Linked DNA regions of Sus scrofa: region 2 is linked to region 1. The links are chromatin contacts, called in public HiChIP or PLAC-seq maps. All regions are on one chromosome and are shown on one strand. The core of a region is the stretch at or near the end of the contact, and the rest is flanking DNA. Distances in the headings are between cores, read along the strand shown. Region 1 overlaps LRRC28 (leucine-rich repeat-containing protein 28). Region 2 has its middle 110 kb from the start of MEF2A.

Region 1 (6,299 bases), core at 2,005-4,504:
AAGTTTATGGAAGGACCCAATAAATTCATCTGCTACCATTGAAAATCTATTTGCTTTGTAGGGCTTTTCCACACAAAAATTCTATTGAATCAAGGTGCCGTAGCTTAACAGAGCACTCTTTGTTCCTTTTAATTTTGAAATTTTCAGTAAACATAAACTTGGAAAGGGTAAGAAAAATGAGGATAAATAGAGCTTACAAAGCAAATTGTGTAGATCCTGTGAAAGAAATTGCTTCCAAATTTGTCCTTACTGGAAGTGCCCAGACCTCAGCAATGATGTAGTTGAGTTCCAAATGATGAGTTTAAATTACTGTGCCATGTTTTATTAAGGAACCCAGGATAGGATCTGTTCGCTTTGAAAAGAATTCTGATAATTCATCAGTGTCTTAAAATGTTAAGTGTGTATTTTGATTAACACATTTTTATTGGCACATATATTCATTTCTTTTCAGCTAATATACTTCAAATATGTGTCTTTCTGTAGCTGTGGTGCTCCCATTCAAGTTTCTGAGGTGAAGCTGCTTTCCTTCTCATCAGGGCCACTAACTGTTTTCCTCCCTGCTGAAGTGAAGGCCATAGGGACAGAGAAGGATCATGTCCTGCCTCTCCAAGAGCTGGCCATGAGGAGTCTGCATCGTACCTACCACAGTTCTCTAAAAGGTACGTGGGTCCTTTCTTTTCTTTTTTCTGTGAGCCTAGATATTGTTTTTATGCTATTTTGATGTTCATTTTTTTAAAATTGTGGTGAAATGTATGTAACATAAAATTTACCATTTTTAAGTATTCAGTTTAGTGATATTTAGTATATTCACATTGTTGTGCAGTGGGATTTTTTTTTAATAAGAGAAAAGTTTTTGTATTTTATCATTACTGATCCCTTCAGCACCCCTTGTAGACCCAGAAAAGCATTCACTTAATCTGGTCTTCGGTCACAAAGAACAGAGGTTAAAAGTTAAACTGTGTGGTTTCATTGAAAGAAATTGGTGTTGGGGAATATTGGTTTGGTGGAAGTGAGAAGGCTGGCAAAGGCACTTTCTTCAGTGTGAAAAAATATTCAAAGACCTTATCCTTCAAGTAGAGTTGGAGTCTTCTTCCAACAGGGTAGGGCTTGTAGTCTCCTCACATCTGAGAAAGTTATATACCTAAAGGGAAATTAATTTCGGGAACCTTTGGCAGTGTTGCCACACATGCCAACTCTTGGTTTAGAAAAGATTTGGCATTGTGTATATGTCATAGGTGTTGTAGAGTGAATATCTTAAAGCATTAAGAGTGCACTAGGCAAATTAATAAGAAAATTTATTTCATGTGATTTTAAAACTGCTAAATGAGGAGTTCTCATCTTGGCTCAATGGTAATGAACCCAACTTGTATCCAAGAGCTTGGGGGTTCAGTCCCTGGCCCCACTTAGTGGGTTAAGGATGTGGCATTGCTGTGGGCTGTGGTGTAGGTTGCAGATGTGGCTCAGATCCCACATTGCTATGGCGTAGGCCAGCAGCTGTAGCTCTGATTCAGCTCCTAGCCTGGAAACATCCACATGCTGAAGGTGTGGCCCTAAAAAGAAAAAAAAGAAAAAAAAAAAAAAAAACCCTGCTAAATGTGTTATCTTTGCTTTTTAAAATAAAGGGGGTCCGTACAAAAACATTTAATAGCGACTTCCAGGAAAGTCTCATACGTATTAAGTTGTTTTTTAAAACTAAACAGAAAACTGAAGTCATTTACCTATGAGTAAATTACATTTTTCAAAATGGCTATTGATGTCTGAACAGATATAGAAGATGATAAGGTAATTTGTATTTCCTTCTTGAAGATGATTCAGTATTTTGGGATTTCACCTCATTCTGACTATTTCTTTTTCTTTTTCTTTTTTTTTTTCTTTTGGTCTTTTTGCCATTTCTTGGGCCGCTGCCACGGCATATGAAGGTTCCCAGGCTAGGGGTCGAATCGGAGCTGTAGCCACCGGCCTACGCCACAGCCACAGCAATGCGGGATCCGAGCCACATCTGCCACCTCCACCACAGCTCATGGCAACGCCGGATCCTTAACCCACTGAGCAAAGCCAGGGATCAAACCCGCAATCTCATGATTCCTAGTCAAATTCGTTAACCACTGCGCCACGACGGGAACTCCCCTGACTATTTCTGTCTCTCCTGAATGTTTACTATCAATAGCAACCCTGTGTAAATTTGCACTCAGGATTGCCTGGGTTTTTTACTTTAAACGTTTCTTCTGTGTAGCTCAGACTAAATTGGGAAGGAGGCACCCTGTTTTTATTAATGACATCTCCTGGGAGTGAGGCAAGGAAAAGCTTGGTTTTATTATTTTTCATTTTCTTTGATTTCTTTGTTTCCTCTTTTATTCTTTTCATTAAATATAATTTAGCTCAATAGATTCTAAATGCCCAATAGATTGAGGAAGAACTTAATAAAACTTAGTTTTAATCTTCTGTCCTAGTCCTTTTTTTTAGTTCTCTGTCTCTTATAGAAGTTTACAGACCCTTTCTGGGTAAACTTAATGCCTTTATTCTTAAAAAATATTTGACTTTATTCTTTCCTTGCCTCCACCACAGAACAGCTTCTAGTTGCTCTTGAAAGAGTAGATTTAGGTTTTCTCTTAGTATCAAAAATGTAAAAAATATCTTTCATTTCCAAATTATATTATGTTTTTATTCAGTACCTGTCAGATAACAGATTTTTCAACATGCAGTTCTTTTTTTAAATGGCTGCACAGGCAACATGTGGAAGTTGCCAGGCCAGGGATTGAATCTGAGCCCCAGATGTGACCTATGCCACAACTGTGGCAACACTGAATCCTTTAACCCCCTGAACTGGGCCCGGGATTGAGCCCACACCTCTGTAGGGACCCAAGTTGCTGCAGTCGAATTCTTAACCCACAGTGCCACAGTGGGAACTCCCAATATGCAGGGCTTTTAACTAATTGAACTTACTAACGAAGAGAAATATCTTAAGAAGCCTTGTTTAAGGAAATCTCATTTTTCATTTGTGTATGATTTTCTGTTGTGTTCCAGATTTGAACTTTCTGTCTCCAGTCTCATTACCCAGAAGTCTCCTGGAGCTGCTGCAGTGCCCCCTCGGGCACTGTCACCGGTGTAGTGAGCCCATGTTTACGATCGTCTACCCCAAGCTCTTTCCCCTGAGAGAGACACCAATGGCAGGGCTGCACCAGGGGTAATCACACCTAAGTGGGCACCAGGGCTTACAGCGGGGCATGGGGGTGGGGTCATGGGGAGTGACGGAGGATGTGCATAGAAGTGTGGTTTAGTCAGCAGCCTTAAATGGGCATAGAGTGCTTCCTGCAACAGAGCTAAATGAAACGAATGCACATTTCAACATCACAAGAAAACTGGATTTCCCTTTATTACAGTTTTGGTCTTTTACAGAACAGTTTTATTGTATTTAGAGTAGCTCATTCTTTGTAGGATTGTTTTCCTGCTGTTCTTCTATTCACAATAGTCTTTAGGCAATAAGCAATGTAAGAACAAAATATTGGTTATGTAATGGGTCCAGCCCGGCCCTTCTATTTAATTCACATTGCTAACTGAAAGTGTGTGGCTGAACATTGTATGTGTGTGTATTTCTGTTTTGAATTGCTAACCCTTCCAAATGGCAATCTCTTGCCACTCTATTTCTTGGCACAGTGCCTTGAATTTGCTAAGAATGTTAGCTAAGTAAAAAACCCCACACTGGTAGTTTAAAAAAAGAATACCAGACAATTAAAAATAGGACATGAAGGGATGTTCCCTGGTGGTCTAGTGGTTAGTACTCAGGGCTTTCACTGCTGCGGCCTAGGTTCAATCCCTGGTCTGGGCACTGAGATTCCACATCAAGTCACTGCATTCCATGACCAAAAAAAAAGAAAAGAAAGAAAGAAAATAGGACATGAAATGAAAAATCCCCCATTAGCACAACCTCAGCTTATAGATTTTCTAAATTTAGGATCTTCTAAGTTTGCGTGTTTCAAAGTTTTAAAAAAAAAAAAAGGTACTATGATACCTCACTTATCCATCAAATGTGGTATTTTGGGCTAGTACATTTCCCAGATAACTTGTTACCCCTATTCAGGCCAAGAAGTGTTTCCTTTGTAATCATTTTTGTAGAATGAGAGCGAGCGTGGGCAGGGTGCTGAACCTCTCTGAGCCTCAAAATGGGGCTAGAACAGCCTGCTGGGCAGGGCCGTCTGAGGATGAAGGCAAACACCTGGCACATAATGGGTATTCTGCACATGGTAGTTACCTTTTCCATCTTTCTGCCCACTCCTTCCCAAAACTGCATTTATCTTTTTCTTACCCTGAATAATCCTCTTTTGCTATAAACTTCAGTTTCTGTTTCAACTTTCTATATTTTTAATGTTTCCTGCTTTACTTTGACTGCCTATAGAAGCCCTCCTCCAACCCTTTCTGATTTGCTACTTATGATCATAGGTGATCAAATCACCAAATTTAGCAAGTTTTGTTTAAATTAGAGTTGAAAGGACTGAGTCAGAGTTTCATTATGTTACTCCATGGATAAAATTAACAAATACGCATATATGTGAGAAGCCACAGAGAATAGCGGTCAGGTGCACAGGCCCTGATTCTGACTCCTCCCCTGGGAGACCTTAAGCAAATTACTTAACTTCTCTGAGCTTTATCTTTTCATCAATAAAAGAAGCGTAGTAATATCTATTTAAAAAGTCATTGTGAGGGTATCATTCATAAATGAGATCATTCATGTACAGAGCCCAGAATGGTGCCTGGTGTGTAATGAATATTAAGTAAATGTTAACCCTATCTATTTTTGTAGCTCAGACTTAAAAATTTATTTCATGTATGTGTCTTTAGCAAGTGATCTTCATATTAATAAGACAGATGATAAGAAAATCTTAACTAATTCATTAATCTATAGCAAAATCCTTCTTCATTGTTGCACACCTTCCTATAGAAGACATTTTCTTACTGAAAATATGAAAATGAAAACAATTCAGTATGGTAAGGATGCTGTCTTAGTAGCTGATAAATAAATACCTATTTGAAAAGGTAAACTTTTTTATCATGGTAATTGTGGAAATAAAGTAGATCCTTCAGATGAAGCCATGTTTGTGTAATCTTCATATGAAATTTGGGAAACTTGTTCAGTAAGTATTTGCATATTCCATTTACTGCTACTTGTTTCTCTGCTTCAACCTAAAAATTCAGTGTGACTATCTTATATTGTTTTAGAACATAAATATAATAGCATTAGTAAAATGAGTGTATCAAATACATGGGACTTAGGCAATGCCATTTTGTTGAGCAAAGCCAGAAGTGCCTGTTTATAGGAAAAATGAAATACCAAGATATAAACATGGCTTTCTGTGGCAATTTAATGCTAAGGTCTGAAATTGAGAATTGGTGGCTTTCATTTGGTCCACCAGGCTCTGCTCCTTTCCATGTTGCTATGGAGATTGTACTAAAAGCTTTGACTTTAGTTTCTACCATGGTCTTTAAAGTACTTTATTTTCTAACTGAAAACCAAATACTTGGATCTCAATAGCTTAATGCTGAAAATAAAATCAGTGCTTTTAATATCATAAACTCAAAAAGGTCTTAATAATATTATTTTTAAGTCTTCTAAGATATTCATTTTTACATGGCTTGTCATAAAAGTATACATTGTATCAGCCAATGTCTAAATTAATGTGGACATCTGGCATTATTTTAAAATAGCATATTGAATATTCTTCTGAAATACCAAGTCCCATACAAGTGTTAGTTCCAACTTAAATTTAATACAGTCAAGTAAAAAGAAATTACAGTGTTTTGCATAAACAGTAAATACCCAAATCTTCAAATATCTATAGCAGAAAATAATGGCTAGTATGTTCATGACTTTTGGTCATGATAGGCACGGCAAATTTTTGTCCCCCCAAATTACTCTTAATTTATTAAAATGGAGAATGTCAACTTAGAGGATGACTTTTTAGCATAACAACATGTGCCTGGCTTTTCCCGCATGTGTATGAGTCTCACAGGTTCTGTATTTCCCCATAGGAAATCAGGCTACCCAGCGTTTTTCAGGGGTATTTTATTAGTTTCCTAGGAATGCAATAAAACTGAGTAGCTGAAACAACAGGAATCTGTTGTCTCAGAGCTCTGGAGGCTGGACATCTGCAGCCAGGGTGTTTGCGGGGTTGGTTCCTTCTGAGGACTAGAGGAGAGGTCTAGTCCAGGCCCCATTCCTTGTCTTGCAGAAGCCATCATCCGCCCTCATCTCTTCGCATCATCTTACCTCTGTGTATGTCTATCTCAGTGTCCAAAGTTCCGTT
Region 2 (5,842 bases), core at 1,342-3,841, 120 kb after region 1:
GCAGGGCCCAAGGCCTCCCCGTTCAGCTCCCTTTGCCTGCAGAGAATCAGGGGCCCTGCTGGCCCCAGAGCTCAAGCCCATGGTGGTGTCACCCGCGCATGAGCAAAGGGGCTCCTGGCAGAGGACAAACAGCCTGGGATGGTCTGGGACGCAGCCTAAAGCGATTGCCTTAAAGACTTGCCGCGAGGCTGCCAGCTGCAGGGGCCAGAAGATAAAGAGTGTTAATTTAGCTTGGCCGACATCCAGAAAGCTGAGCAAAGCTGGGCCTCCAAGTGAAGGGCATAAATAAATAAATAAACACAAAAAAAACAAGTTGGCAGATGTTTATACTTCCCTTTGTGACACTAGCTGCCTGCATTCCTCACATCCTGTGTGCCAGGAGCTGTGCCAGAAACTCCCTCCATCACTAACCACCCCCCCTCCCCCCGCCGAAGGTCAGCATCATCACATCATCACCACCACGGGCAGTGAGGGTGACATGGCCAGGGACATGGCCCAGCCCTATGCTTGCCCCTACTTGCTTTCTGCTGAGACCAGCTCTGGACAGAGCATGGAACCAGGGTGGTGGCTTTCAGGGCTGCAGCCTGACCATTTTTCCCTAGTGGATCCAGGACTGAAAGAATTCTCTGTAACCTAATGCTGTTTCAGATCAGAAAGGAACCCAACTAGCATCCATGAGGAAGCAGGTTCGATCCCTGGCCTCGCTCAGTGGGTTAAGGATCCGGCGTTGCCCTGAGCTGTGGTGTAGGTCGAAGATTCAGCTTGGACCCTCCATTGCTGTGGCTCTGGTGTAGGCCAGTGGCTACAGCTCTGATTAGACCTCTAGCCTGGGAATCTCCATATGCTGTGAGTGCAGCCCTAGAAAGACCTCCCCCCCACCTCAGAAAAAGAAAGGCTTGTCTTTATCATATTCAGCTTTGCCAACACGTCTCATCAATCTTTTCTGCACTGTGATGCAGACATGACGGAGTATGACCCATGCAGCAAATTGGAGGCACCTTGAAAGCACGTTGCCAAGATGCTCATCATATGGCAGGTGCATCTATGACAAATAGTCAGAGAGGCCACCCCTCACTGGGAGGCCAGAGGAGGAAGTGGGGCCACTTTGGGAAAGCGCTCACCCCGTGCCCGATACATAGTAGACACAACCTACATGGCAGTTCCTTCCCTCTCCTCCGCCCCCTCTGAATGCAGTGGGCATCTCCTCCATTCATCCCATAGAGAACTAAAGAGACCAAGTCAGCCTCCACCCAAAGAGGAATGGACTCTGCTGCTGGTGAGATAGCTGGAGACGCTCCCCCTTACAATGCTGGTTCTCAAATAGTTTTTAATCCATGGCCCGTTTTTGATAAACGGGTGCCCTTCTTGAAAATTATTTGAAATTTCAAATGAAATTAAACACTGGGATTCAAAGCACATCAAATGAATGACGTAATTTAATATACTTTATGCAAACTCTCTCCACCCACTGAGATCCTGCTATGACCCCCCAGTAAGGACACCCTGGATGCTCTCGCCTGTGGTTTTTTTGGTTTTTTTTGACTTTAAAAATATTATTTTTTACTATTGAAGTAACATTGATTTACAGTTTTATATTCGTTTCAGATATACAACAAAGCAATTCAATATTGGCTGAGTTTTGATGGATGAAACCATTGCCAGAACATGACGAAAAGGTGGACAGTACAGCAGACCTATACTGTTACTGCCTGCCCAGCACTGGATAAAAGGCTTTGCCCCTCCTCCCCCATAGATGGGCACATGGCCAAAGCTGGGCCAATTGTAGTGCCTTACCTGCTGAGGCTGTAGAGGGGGCCCAGGGGTGGCAGGTGCCCTAACCCTCCCAGGACATTTCAAACAGGAGGGCTGGAGGAGGAGAGAATGGGGAGGAGTGAGGGGATGGAGAGGGCTTTTCTCCTTTGGTGTGGAAGCTAGATGGAAAAAGAGCCCAAAGCCCAGGCCCCATATCTTCTGCCTCACAGGGAAATGGTCTGAGACCATGAAGTGCACTCACAAGACGAGAGGGGTTGCAGTGGAGAGTGATGGGCTCTCATCTGGGTCTTGGCTCTATTTGCCTCCATAGGGGATCCCCACCTGCCCTCCCCACAGTTTGGCTGCTAGGTGCAGTATATTTCACTAAAAATTATTCATTGAAAGTTCTCTCTGTGCCCTCAAGCAAGAGTGGCCTGACTGAAATAAGAGGTGTAGCAGAGGGTTCCCGAATATTTGAGGACACTGAGGCAGTGGTTTCTCCATGCCAGTTAATTTGCCCTGGCCCTTCCCAGCACAGACATGGTTTTCTTCCTCTCTCTTTTCACACGTCTCTCTAGATCTCATGGTCCCTCTGAAATCTTACCCCCTCGTACCTCCCCTAATTCTCTTCCTTCTCACGACATGCATTTATTCACCCAGGCCTCTGACTTCTAAGTACTTTTGGCTTACTGGCTCACATTTCCCACTGTATTTTTTACCACTGGGAAATAAGGGTGCCTCTAGGCCCCTACTCTTGGAGCTCTGTGAGCATTCCCCAGCTCTGCACCGTTGGGCTGCCAGCTGCACTGGACACTGACTGTCTGCCAAAGTACACACTCTGGCCTGATGTGGGGGGCGGGAGCGACAAGCCACAGCAGGCTTGACAAATGCACACAGGAAGCAGCCCCATTTCCTCAGAAGCTGCCCAACTTCTGCGATTCAATTTTAGCATCTGGCCAACCAAGCAAGTTGGGCCTGATACATTTATAAAATCATTTGTTGGAGCAATTATATTCCAGAATCCCATCTGTGATTTTTCATTTTCTGTTTGATGTTACACAAGTTTGGGGGGAAGAAGTCAATAAAAATCACCATGATTTAACTCACACACAGATAGGAGACATCAGCAAGGACATGATATAAACTCTAATGGTTTAGGTAGCAAACACGCACTCGTATGAATGGCTACAATATCCACTCTGGAGGCAGTGACCCAGGGTTTCAACGTCCATGCACTTACACCAGCTCAAACAAATTCCCTAACTTCTCTGAACCTCAATTTCCTTGTCTGTGAAATAGACGATTCGAAAATTTGCTGTTGTGAATTCAGGACGAAGGACGCCTCTGTACTGCTACTATTACTGCCCTGGGCGAGCTCACCCTATGAGCATTAGGACTGAGGGGCAGATCAGGAATACAGAAATAGAGCCTGATCCAAATTTGCAAATTGAGGTGGAGCATGTTGGGTTCAATAATATCATAACTTGTGTTACAATCTCAGTTAACCACATTGTGCTCAGTTACGAAATGCTTTTTCAAGTTTTGGGAAACAGTAACTGTGCTGCTGTCTTTTAGCCTGCAAACAATCACCACATTTGAATTAGAGAATTAGAGAACTTTCTAAAGCACTTGCCATCCAAGAACTTCCCATTTGTGTGGGCACTTAAAATTATGAATTCATTTGGGCTTTGCATTGCATTTGGCACTTCTTTGCATCTTAATAAGAATGGGTTTCAAAACTTTCCAGTTGTCTAAGCAGCTAGAAATTTAAACCAATTCATTTTCCATTTTAAAAAAGTTCCCCTAAGATAACTGTAAATAGTAAGTCTTAAATTTTTCACTACGGAGAAAGGGAAGGAAACCCTCACTTTACCACCTCCCCTTTGTAAATTTTCTACACATTTTTGTAAAAGGCTATTTTCAAACCACGTGGTGAGAGTTACTGAATATACCCTTCTTTTTACAAAATGTAATTTTGTGGTAAAATGACCAAATAGTGTAGAAGAAGAAAAATAAGGTCTTATAAAAAATACGACACTTCTAATAACATTTCTCTAAGATCCATTCATGTTACTGACTTTTTATAAGTTAGATGTCGAATTCTAACCCACCTAGGTTCACCCCGACTCTATAAATACACACACATCTAACATACGTCTAAAAGGAGTAAAAGTGTCCTAGGAAAGTAGTGGAACAATGAAGTTCCTGAGAGAAGCTTGTTTTTTCAAGTTATTAAAAGGAGGTGGCAAGCATTCATAAGGATATGAAAAATTTAATGTTGTCTGAAGGAAACTCTTGAATATGGTTAATGTTGCTGCCAAAAATCCCAGCTATGTTATGTCAGAATGTTCGACTGCAAGCTACACATTAATGAGTGGAAAGATGGGGTAACAGCAAAAATCTCTGCAGCAGCACACAGCAACCCTGAAAACCAAGTTCCCAGGGTGGAACTCAATCGTTCAAGGGTTCCACCGGCAGGTGATGTGATCTACTAGTTAACAATCAGGGGTGCCAGCTGCCCCTGAGAGGAGAGCAGAGAAGAGTGAGAGCCCTCCCCCTCCCCCCCCCCCCACGTTCTCCCCCCAACCCTGAGCTGGAAACTAAAATGGCTTCGCTCTTCCTGAAAAAGTGGGCACTCCAAGAAACACAGCCCTGGACTCAGAAAAGGTAAGGAGCCATCCGGCATTCAATAGTCGGTCCCCCCTCTGTTCCACACAGCTTGCTGGCATCGCGAGGTGCTATTTTTGTCAGCCCTCTTCAACCCAGCTGTTGCTTCGTGTTCACATGGCGAATGGTGTGAAAATCCCAGCAGAGGCGCGTGAGTCCCAGAGGGACCTGTCTCCTGTCATTTCTAGAACAGATAAAATGTCCCGATCTTCAGTGGGGAATGGGCCGTGTTCATTTCACCAAAAGAGGCAAGGGGAACATTTCTGACATGTAAGCGATGTGGAATCAGGAACCAAGCTTCCCCCTCATGAGCCTCAACCAAAAGCACGGAGCACACATGCATGTGTCTAGGGGTCAATAAGGGACCATGAATCTGCGCAGGAAACCTGGAAGCCGGAGTGTTCCTTCCTATTTAGGGGCAGGCCGTGGCTGTCCCAGGTGCTGGACCTTGTGGCGTCCTGAGGTTGGGACAACTGCATAGAGTCCAGCCCAGAGGCTGCCCCAGAGAACCCACTTCCTTTTTCTGACTTAGTCTGTGACTTGTAATTTTAAACCCACTCTTTGTATTTCCTCTGTGAAAATAACAGCATTTTGGCGAGACTGAGTTTGGGGTGGGGGGGATGGGGAGAGTACCACATAAAACCTAGACGATTTAAAAATACAACTCTAATTGCAGGTTTGTTTTCCCATGGTTTGGCAAATTAGGGGGGCAAATTGGAGGGGTAGTTGGAACTTGCCCTAGGCACAACAACACTGCTTGGTTACCCATCCGCCAGTGGAGTCCTGAACTCTTTCAAAACCTATGAAAATGGAATTGTAGGAGCCACCGTCTTGAACAGCAGCCACATGGGGATCTTTCTATCCGAGTGGGATATTTTGTATCTGAGTGCTGTGATTTAGAATAAGCATCAAGGACCCGGATTTCTCTGAGTTTTTCTTTCTCTGCCTTTACTATAAGGACACAATGATTTTCCTTTTTATTCTCAAATTCTCAGACTCTCTTCAGTCTAGATGAAATTCAGTGAAGAGATCAATTCCTCACATATCCCCTTCCCTTAGGATTTGTATCACAGGATTACTGAGGACAAGAATTATGCTTCTTTGTTGTTTTTTTTCTTTTCAGGGCGTCGCCTGCGGCATATGGAGGTTCCCAAGCCAGGGGTCAAATCAGAGCCGTAGCTGCAGACCTGTACCACAGCCACAGCAGCGCAGGATCCAAGCCTCATCTGTGATCTACACCACAGCCATGGCAACGCCGGATCTTTAACCCACTCAGCAAGGCCAGGGATCCTCATGGTTACTAGTCGGGTTCTTAAGCCACTGAGCCACAATGGCAATTCCAAGAGCTAGTGCTTCTAAATTACTGTACATACCTTTTCTATGGTCATATTATAATACCTTTGAGATGAAGGAATTGTTAAGG

The links. HiChIP or PLAC-seq counts read pairs in DNA pulled down with a chosen protein or histone mark.
Region 2: a contact with region 1 is called in an H3K27ac HiChIP or PLAC-seq map of alveolar macrophages. The contact joins two enhancer-like sites. A contact is called at or near these places in 3 of 47 Hi-C or Micro-C datasets (fetal heart ventricle, heart right ventricle and retroperitoneal adipose tissue) and 1 of 2 datasets of contacts at active chromatin or transcription factors (alveolar macrophages).

What each region holds. Positions count from the first base shown.
Region 1 is chr1:138,163,672-138,169,970 of Sscrofa11.1, forward strand. It overlaps LRRC28 (leucine-rich repeat-containing protein 28), which reads left to right. Exons shown (of 10, transcript XM_001925096.7): 8 at 484-659; 9 at 3,025-3,184. Among named protein-coding and RNA genes, the nearest start is that of LRRC28, 170 kb to the left of the region's middle. Within about 2 kb of position 3,255, at least 7 of the 83 cell types and tissues checked have an H3K27ac peak or open chromatin away from gene starts, as enhancers often do. A contact at or near this core is called in alveolar macrophages, where this site is marked.
Region 2 is chr1:138,281,875-138,287,716 of Sscrofa11.1, forward strand. No RefSeq gene overlaps it. Among named protein-coding and RNA genes, the nearest start is that of MEF2A, 110 kb to the right of the region's middle. Within about 2 kb of position 2,592, at least 25 of the 83 cell types and tissues checked have an H3K27ac peak or open chromatin away from gene starts, as enhancers often do. A contact at or near this core is called in alveolar macrophages, where this site is marked.